Regions from separate parts of the Mus musculus genome. Here region 2 is linked to region 1. The links are chromatin contacts, called in public promoter capture Hi-C maps. All regions are on one chromosome and are shown on one strand. Each heading gives the region's core, a stretch centred on a gene start, on an enhancer-like site or on the middle of the called end of the contact. The rest is flanking DNA. Distances are from core to core; before and after follow the strand shown. Region 1 holds the start of Gls2 (glutaminase 2 (liver, mitochondrial)). Region 2 holds the start of Stat6 (signal transducer and activator of transcription 6).

What was found. Promoter capture Hi-C pulls out the DNA fragments that hold promoters and counts their contacts.
Region 2: a promoter capture Hi-C map of liver shows a contact between it and region 1, with 10 times the contacts expected there. The contact joins the promoter of Stat6 here to the promoter of Gls2 in region 1. A contact is called at or near these places in 10 of 39 promoter capture datasets (the C10 cell line, cranial neural crest, embryonic stem cells and 6 more), 4 of 484 Hi-C or Micro-C datasets (CD4 T cells, the G1E-ER4 cell line and embryonic stem cells), 16 of 115 datasets of contacts at active chromatin or transcription factors (the 230-238 cell line, T-cell acute lymphoblastic leukemia, bone marrow-derived dendritic cells and 11 more) and 2 of 9 other capture datasets (embryonic stem cells and liver).

Annotation. Positions count from the first base shown.
Region 1 is chr10:128,192,520-128,196,812 of GRCm38.p6, forward strand. Gls2 (glutaminase 2 (liver, mitochondrial)) reads left to right here and starts at 2,116. Exons shown (of 18, transcript NM_001033264.3): 1 at 2,116-2,388. The coding sequence starts at 2,207.
Region 2 is chr10:127,641,503-127,646,095 of GRCm38.p6, forward strand. It overlaps Stat6 (signal transducer and activator of transcription 6), which reads left to right and starts at 1,484. Exons shown (of 22, transcript NM_009284.2): 1 at 1,484-1,747.

The DNA of each region.
Region 1 (4,293 bases), core at 866-3,365:
AAAGCTTAAAAAAAACCCACACATTTAAAAAAAAAACATGCATACATTTATCGGGGGCTGGAGATATGGTTCAGTGGTTAAGAACACAGATTGCTCTTCCGAAGGTCCTGAGTTCAAATCCCAGCAACCACATGGGGGCTCACAACATCTGTAATGAGATCTGACACCCTTTTCTAGAGTGTTTAAAGACAGCTAGTGTACCTATATATAATAAGTAAATATAATGTATATAATAATAATAAATAAGTAAGTAAATAAATCTTTAAAAAAACCAGCTGGGCGTGGTGGCACATGCCTTTAATCCCAGCACTTGAGAGGCAGAGGCAGGCAGATTTCTGAGTTGGAGGCCAGCCTGGTCTACAAAGTGAGTTCCAGGACAGCCAGGGCTATTCAGAGAAACCCTGTCTCGAAAAAAAAAAATCTTTAAAAAAACATAACAAACAAAAACCCCCACATTTATCTAAGTGTGTGGGGGGGTTTCATGAGAACCATTGTCTGAGTAATTATCAGGTTTGGGAACAAGAGCCTTTACCCAGTGAAGTGTCTTGGTTCCAATTTGGTTTCCTCTTTTCAAAACAAACCTAGTAACTGCTTCTTTGGCCACTGCTAGGGGAAAATAAACTAACTGGTTGGCATAGCATACACATGCAATAATAGTTGTTAATATAATTCCTGCTAAGTCAAAGTGCTGTGAGGGCTGAGGTCAGGTGAGTGAAAGCTTTCGAAGCCCACGCTGGCCTTGGACTCTTTCAGATGACGTTGAACTACTGACCCACTTGTCTCCACATCCCTGGCGCTGGGACTCCAGGAATGCTGACCACCACATTTTTAATTCTCCTAAATTTTGTGCATTTTCTCCACTACAAACCAAGACCACACCTTTAATCCCAACACTCTGGAGCCTAAAGTAGGTGGATCTGAGAGTTTGAGGTCAGGCTGGTCTAGCTCGTAAGTTCTAAGAGATACGGAGAGGCCAGGTCTTAAAACTAAAAACAATTGGGGGAGCACGTATATGTTTTGTGTTTCTTTGCTTTTTTGTCGTGTGTGTGTGTGTGTTTGTGTGTGTGTGCACGCGCACCGGCATGCGTGTGGTGTTGCACACCCCTGCAATTCTAGCACTTGAGAAGTTGAGGTAGAAGGTTGGCCACGAATTCAAGGCCAACACGGGCTACAAACTGAGTACTACGGCAACAAGGGCTATATCTCAAAGCCCTGTTTCTAAAACAACAATAAAAAAAGATTTCAGCCGGCCCAGCACTTGGGAAGCAGAGGCAGGCGGATTTCTGAGTTCGAGGCCAGGCTGGCCTACAAAGTGAGTTCCAGGACAGCCAGGGCTATACAGAGAAACCCTGTCTGGGGGGGGTGGGGGGGGGGAAGATTTTGAGTTCACTGGCTTATTTTAATACGTGAACTTTAGAGAAAGAGAACTTTAGAGAGAGACTATAAGTCCTCCGCAGCCACCAAATGACCTAAGAACCTGGGCTCCATGACGCCTAGCAATGAAGCGCGGCGGGCTGCTTCTGGACCGTCTTTCTGTCCACTCAGCGCCAGCGCGCATCCGTGATTGGGGTGTTTGCAGCCCGCACCGCCTGCCTGTAAGTGTGCACTGGCCACCCCTGGCCTTCGAACATGGAAGGTCACTACGTGGCTCCCGCATCCCGCTCGCTCTCATCTCTCTTTGAAAGTGTGGCGTTTTCATCTGCACCAGAGCACTCCGTCGTCCCCAGCCCTGGCGCGTTTCCACGAACTCCGACTGCGCAGAGGCCGATCCTCTCCCCGCCAAAGCTCTGACGCGCGCCGGTGTCCCGACTGTCCCAGCCTCCCGCGCCTTTCCCCGCCTCCCAGCGTTCCTCCTCCTCAGTGATTGGACGCGGTTCCTGTCCCTTTTGACTCCAGACCACGCCCCCTCCCCACCCAGCCGCCTCCAGCTTCTCCTCAATCGAACCCGTGGCGCTCCTGGCTGGAGGCTGTGAGGGGACTATGGGTGTACCTGCGGGATCCGAGTCGTCCCGGACTGGCCCCTCCCCGGACCCCAACCACTCCCACCGGGCCGGTCCTTCCCCCCCCCACCCCCCCCCCGCAGGCTCCACTGGCCCCAGGACTGCTCCCGGGCTCCTAGTCTCGCCCGCCACTCTTCCGCCCCTCCCTCCTCGCCGCCGCTCGCACGTCTGGAGCGCCCGGGCCGAGCGGGTGGCGCGCCGGGGGCATGCGCTCCATGAGGGCTCTGCAGAACGCGCTGAGCCGCGCGGGCAGCCACGGTCGGCGGGGAGGCTGGGGTCATCCGAGCCGGGGCCCGCTTCTGGGCAGGGGCGTCCGGTACTACCTCGGTGAGGCCGCAGCGCAGGGCAGGGGGACGCCGCACAGCCACCAGCCGCAGCACTCGGATCAGTAAGGCTCGCGGGACAGGGGCAGGGGACAGGCTGGCTCCCACTCCCACTGTCGTTCTCGCTAGCTCCCTGGGAGTCCCCTTCCCCAGAGAGCGAGCGCATCTCATCTCCTCTCCGCGCTCACTAGCCTGCGATGCCTTTTCCTTTAGATGTGGGGCTTTGGGTCCGCCGCGCTCGGGCGGTCAGGTGCTGTCCGCCGCGCTCGGGCGGTCAGGTGCTGTCCGCCCGGGAGGGCGTTTGGGCAGGTCGGTCTTCGAGATGATGCCTGTCCAAGGTGCGTACTTATTTGGGAACGCAGATGGGCGCGGAGTGTTGCTTGGTGCACGTGTCTGAGTGCAGGGCCGAGTGCACACCTGCCCATCCCCAGCCTCTCTTCTCTGGTCCCAGTATTTTAGGGAATTTTGTGGATATCGAACAGCTTCCTGCCCCAGGTCCAAGTGCGCTTGGGTCTGACTGTGTGGGGTTTCTTGTCTCTGCCTGTCGTCAGTGGGTAATGTGCGGTGTGCGTCATTGCTGATGCGCACGTAGGTGCGTATGTGTCCGGAGTGTTTTTGTAGCAGAGCTTAACCGTGGAATATCTTATATGCTGGCAAAACACTGATAATCAAGTTTCCAACTTGGTTTTGGAATGCGTTGATTATTCATAAATGAGAAAATTGTGAGACAGTTCCTAAACCAGTCAGCTATTGCGTTGCTCTGCCTCTCTAAATTGAAGTGTTTTTCCCCTTTGGGGCCATCTTCAACCCAGGAAGTCGACCCCCCCCCCCCCAGCATACATTGCCCAGGAATGCTTAGTAGCTGGGCTTTCTCTCCAGCCCCAAGAGGAGTGTTTTCAAAGCATGAAATTTGTTATCCTCAGACATCCAGCTGGACGTTGTCCTGGTAGCTCCTGCCTCATTATGGCAGTATAGGAAATGGACCGTTTTTTCCCTATCATATCAGCTTAGTGATATTTAGAAACATATGCACACCATAATTAAATGAACCAGACTGACACAGCAAACTACCTCAACACCAATAAATATGGTTGGGTAAGCAAATACCATTTGCTTATCCGTTCCCTTGTAAGACCTTTGGGGTGAGGAGCCAGAGGCATCCCTGAGTCCTCCTTACGCATCACAATTCACTGCAGTATGTGACAGAATTGTGTTGTTGTTTGTTTTTTCAAGACAGGCTTTCTCTGTGTAGCCCTGGCTGTCCTGGAACTCACTCTGTAACCCAGGCTGGCCTCAAACTCAGAGATCCATCTGCCTCCACCTCCCCAGTGCTGGGATTAAAGTCATATGGCACTACTACCTGGATGTGACTGAATATTTGTAGGAGACCTAGTTTTTTGTGGCTGCTTGTGTTCCAGGGAACTAATTGGTAAAGGTCTTAAACCTTGGCTCCCTTTGGAAGGTAAAGGAGGTTGGCAAAGAGGAAATACATTCTGATTATTAATTCTAATAATTCTGATTATTTAAAAGTATATAGTTTAGGGCTTCAGACCCAGACATTCAGAGTACTTGTTACTCTGGCAAAGGACTTGGATCTGATTTCCAGCACAGCACGTGATGGCTCACAACCATCTGTAAATCCCAGGGACTCACATGGGCATTCATACACACACAAATCTTAGGAAACACTTAAAAATAAAATACTTGCCAGGCGTGGTGGCTCATGCCTTTAATCCCAGCACTCGGGAGGCAGAGGCGGGCAGATTTCTGAGTTCAAGGGCAGCCTGGTCTACAAAGTGAGTTCCAGGACAGCCAGGGCTACACAGAGAAACCCTGTCTTAAAACAAACAAACAAACAAACAAACACCTAATAAAACCAAAATACTTAGCTTCGTTTTATTCTGTTTTTAAAAAGAATACTGTGATAGGTGCTAGAGAGGTGGCTCAGAAGTTTAAAACACTTGATACTT
Region 2 (4,593 bases), core at 234-2,733, 550 kb before region 1:
TGGGAGGTGAAGTTAAAGTTTGTCCTTGGTTACTAGGCAATTTCAAGGCCATCCTGGGCTACATGACCCTTTGTCTCAACAACAGCATCAACAACCACAGTCCAACCAAGTAGCTGAGCAACAACAACAACAACAAAAGTACCTCCTGCTTGCTGTTTACTAGGTGACCAGAGTTCCTCTGAGCCTTTATGTATCAGTATATTCTATTCTCACAACCCCACAGCTTAAGCCACTCTGCGTGCTCCGTCCTACAGATAATGAACCAGCCAATTCTGCAGTTAGCATCTTTGGCAGGACTTGAACACAAATAGGTCTTGCTCAGAGTCCATGATTATATTATATGTACATGTACAGTTTGCTCTGGCACCTGGGTGGATCTAAGTTTGCACTGTGTACAGTGCCCACGGATGTGCAGTGGAGGAATCAGCTCAGGCACCAGGGGGCGCCAGAAGCCTGGCTTTTGCTCTTTCAGCCCAGCCCTGAAAGGCAATGGAAAGCCAAAATTCCAACTTGACACAGCCACCCTCAGACTATCCCTCCATACACTCGACTTTCAGGTTTGGCCTTTTGTTATCCTCCCCAACAAAAACTACAGGACAGTCCTCTGGTTATGATGGTGATTCAGAGGCTGAACAAGGGGCGTGTGTGTGTGTGTGTGTGTGTGTGTGTGACTCTAAGAGGCTCTGAGGGCTGTCATGTGTGAGAGCCTGCTGCTACATGTGTAAAGCTCAGACACGCGCGTGTGCGTGTGTGTATGTGTGTGTGTATGCGTGTGTGTGTGTGTGTGTGTGTTTTCTTGTGGCCAGGGAAATTGCACATATTTGTTTTGGGGTGTGTCTCAGTGTTTACCTCAGAAACAGATAGGAACTTTGCCAAGGTTGCACAGCATATTCACATTCAAACTTGGCACCCTGGCAGCCCTCAGTGGCTATCACTAGGGTTTGGGACGTGGTATCCCCGAATGAATTCCTTTTCCTCCAAGGGACTCCCGGAGACTTCCAGAATTCTGAGCTAAGGGTTCCCCTCCCCCACTTCCTCCCTACAGTATCACGGGACTTCTAAGGCGTTCCTGCCTTGGAAGGAGGTGAGCCTAATTGTGCAGGGGCCTCGGGCTCCCAGCTGTTTTTCAGGGTCCTCCACTGGAGGACGCACACAACCCAGATGTCCCATAGCACAGTTCCCCGAGGTCCCAATCTCTGGCCCGGAGAAAGTTTGTGTGGTAGCTAGGCAGTTCGGGGTGGCATGCCTCTGCCAGATATTAGGTGACTTTTCCGAGGAGTGGGGAATGGATCAGTGCTAAGGGGATTAGAGTAAAGGTCAGCCTCCCTCCAGTGTGGTTCAATGGAGCTCCAGCTTTGCCCTCCCCACTACGTGCTTCCCCACCGGGTACATACAGGTTCACCCCACTTTCTTCCTCTTCCTCCTCCAGCCCACTTTCTCTTCTCTGTGTCGTCAGAGCGCCAGGGAGGGACCTGGGCAGACAGAGAAGCCGGAAACAGCAGGCCGGGGCAGCCAGGGTTTACAGTGAAGAAGGCCCGGAGACGAGTGCGTGCGTGCCTGTGTGTGTGTTTGTGTGTGTGTGCGCGCGCTCGAGCGTGTGCGCGCGTGCCTGTGTGCATATGTGTGTGTGTGTCTGTACACATTGAGTTTTTAGGGCCAGCCCAGGACCCGCTGGACAGACCTACAGACCCATGGGGCTTGGTAGTGCCCTCTGAGAGAGGGAGAAGATAGCAGCGGGGCTGCTGAGGTGAGGGGACGTCTGCGAGTAGGGAAGGTTATGGGGGGGCTTTGACGAACCACGAGGGATGGATTTTCGGGGCCTCTCGGATCCTCCCCCCTGGGCGGGGCAGTTGGTCCCCTGAAAATAGTTTCATCTGGGGTTAGCTGACGGCACTGGGTTTTGGCAGTTTCCAACTTTCGAAGGACTCGGGTGGGTACAGGCCTCCACATTCCGGTCCCCAACGTGTCGCGTCACTTTCCCCAATCCTCAGCCCTGCGCCTCCTGGGTCTTGGGACAGTCGCTGGGCAGAGGAGAAGAAAGGTTCTCTGGGTTGGGGGACATGGCTGCCTTTCCCTAGAAGTTGATGCTCCAGGGTCCCCGAGCCTGTCCAACCCCTAGCTGCTGCCCGCTAAAGGTTCCTACTCAGGGTGTGGCTGGAGGGTGAGAGAGACCCAGATGTAGATCTCATGGTGCCCCAGAGGAGGGGGACTTTCCCCCTCACTTTTTTGGCCGCAGTAAACCCTGAGATTTCCCCGTGGAGGGCAGCCGGCTGGGGGTTAACCCTCCTCATGCTGACCTGGCTCCACCTCCTCCCACCCTTTCCCACCCCCACCAGCGCCGCCACCGTCATATATACACGCACATTGGACAACTCAGGGAAGCCCTTGACTTTTGATATTGGGGTCACACGGCCAGCGGACTCGGAATGCGGGAGTGGAGGGGATAGATTTAGGCCACCAAGCTTACGAAGAAGCTTCTAGGTTGTCGGGCTTCCCCTACGGCGGGGAGGGGGAGCCTGGAAGGGAAAGCTCGCCCCGCCTCTTGAAGTGTAGCTCCGCCTTCCCACCCTAGGGGACTGATCTCAAGAAAGGACGGTCCTTGTCCTAGCCCGACCTATAGACCCTGCAACGTTACCGGCAGCTCAGGAGAAAAATATGGCTTAATGGCGTCTGGGGTGGGGGAAGGATGAGACTTGAGTCACTCTACAGGGAGATTTAGAGGAAATTGGAGCTGTTCCTGGCTTGGCGGTCCCAGTCCCCAGTAGGGTAAGGATAGGGCCAAAGGTCTGGAATCCGAACATTCCAGAGACTGGGAGGAAAAGGGAACAGAATCCTCTCTTAAATTTGAAAATAAGACAAATGTGACTCTTCGGGATGCCCCACCCAACGGGGTAGACAGTTTTAGAGCAAAGTCTGGTTGGAGGACCCTATGCAAGAGTTGAAGACTCTGCCTTTGGGAGTGAGAACTCAGGGAGTGGGAGAGCAACCGGGAAGATGGTTAAGGGTAGGCAATGTCCTGTGAAGTGGCCTCCTTCTCTTCTATATGGGAGTCCTGTGGGAGTTAAGAGGCTCAAAAGGCAGGAGGAATTGGGGAGACCCAGGGAGTTTCCATCCCATCTTCCTCCTCCTCCTCTCTGAGAGGTCATTATAAACTGAGAGCCATCCCTCCCATCAACCACTGAGCCATCCCCCTCAACCCAGCCCACTCTGAGGCCCCTGAGAGACTCAGGAGCCAGCACTCTGCTCCCTCTCCCTCCTCTTTCCCTGCCTTTCTTCTTCTCTTCCTCTGGCTTTTTGGCTGTCTTGTTGTCCCCCACTTCCAGACTGATCAGTCCTCATTGCTTCTCTGGTCTTCCCTCCCTTTCCCCCTTCCCAGCTCTTCCTGTCCTATCTGTAAGGTGATGGGATCTCTGAGCTGGAGGGAATTCTAACAGCACAGTATAGTGATTAATCCCAATGATGAGTAAGGGCCAGATTACTAACTTCTTGCCCAGTGGCCTTGGACAAGTTAACCTTCCTGAGCCTTAATTTCTTCATCTAGGAAAAGGGATAATTGTAAACTTTAAAATAGGCCTGGAGAGATGGTTCAGTGGCTAAGAGCATTGGCTGTTCTCCTGAAGGACCTGGGTTTGATCCCCCCAACACCCCAACACACACACACACACACACACACACACACACACACACGGCAACTCACAACTGTTTCTAACTCCATTTCTAGAGGCACATATATACATAGGCAAAACCATTAAGATAATAAAAAGCTAAAAATAATATTGTGAGGGGGCAGGAATGTAACTCAGGAAAGAGCACAATGTAGCATGTGTGAGGCCCTGGGAGACACTTGCACACGTGCACACATGCATGCATACACACGTGTATACACACATGCATACACACGAGCACAGGCACAGACACACGTACATACACACATGCGCGTGCTTGTGCACACACACAGGCACAGACAAACATGCACACACATATACACACTCTCGTGATTGCGCGCAGGCATGCGCACGCGCACACACACACACACATACATGCACACACAGTTGAGTATGGTATACCTGTTATGGAATAGTGCATAATGACTTGTAGACATTGTTATTCTTCCACCATCTTCATCACCTAGCTTGGTGACTTTTGCAGTGCTGGGCACTGAACTTACAGTTTCACAAATACTAGGCAGGCACTCTACCACTGAGGTGTCTTTCAAATTTCCTCATTGTAACTCTTGTTACAGTATGATGCGTAATTTATTATTGTTGTCGTTGATCTCTTTGTGTGCCCAGTTTACATATTAAGCTTTTCATAGCTGTATATGGGAGAAAATATAGAAGACACAGGGGTAGATGCTGCAAGCTGTCTCAGGCCCTATCCATGGTCTTGGGTCAGAATGATGTCCTGCATGCTCTTTTCAGACACTGGTGTCACATAGATTAAAATCTAAAGTTGGAGTCAGGTGTGGTGGTGCACGTCAGTAGTCCCAGCCCTTGGGAAGTGGAGATAAGAGGATCAAGAGTCCGAGGCTGACCAGTCATTGTGGTGCATGTCTTTAATCCCAGCAGGCAGGGGCAGGGGCAGGGGCAGGGG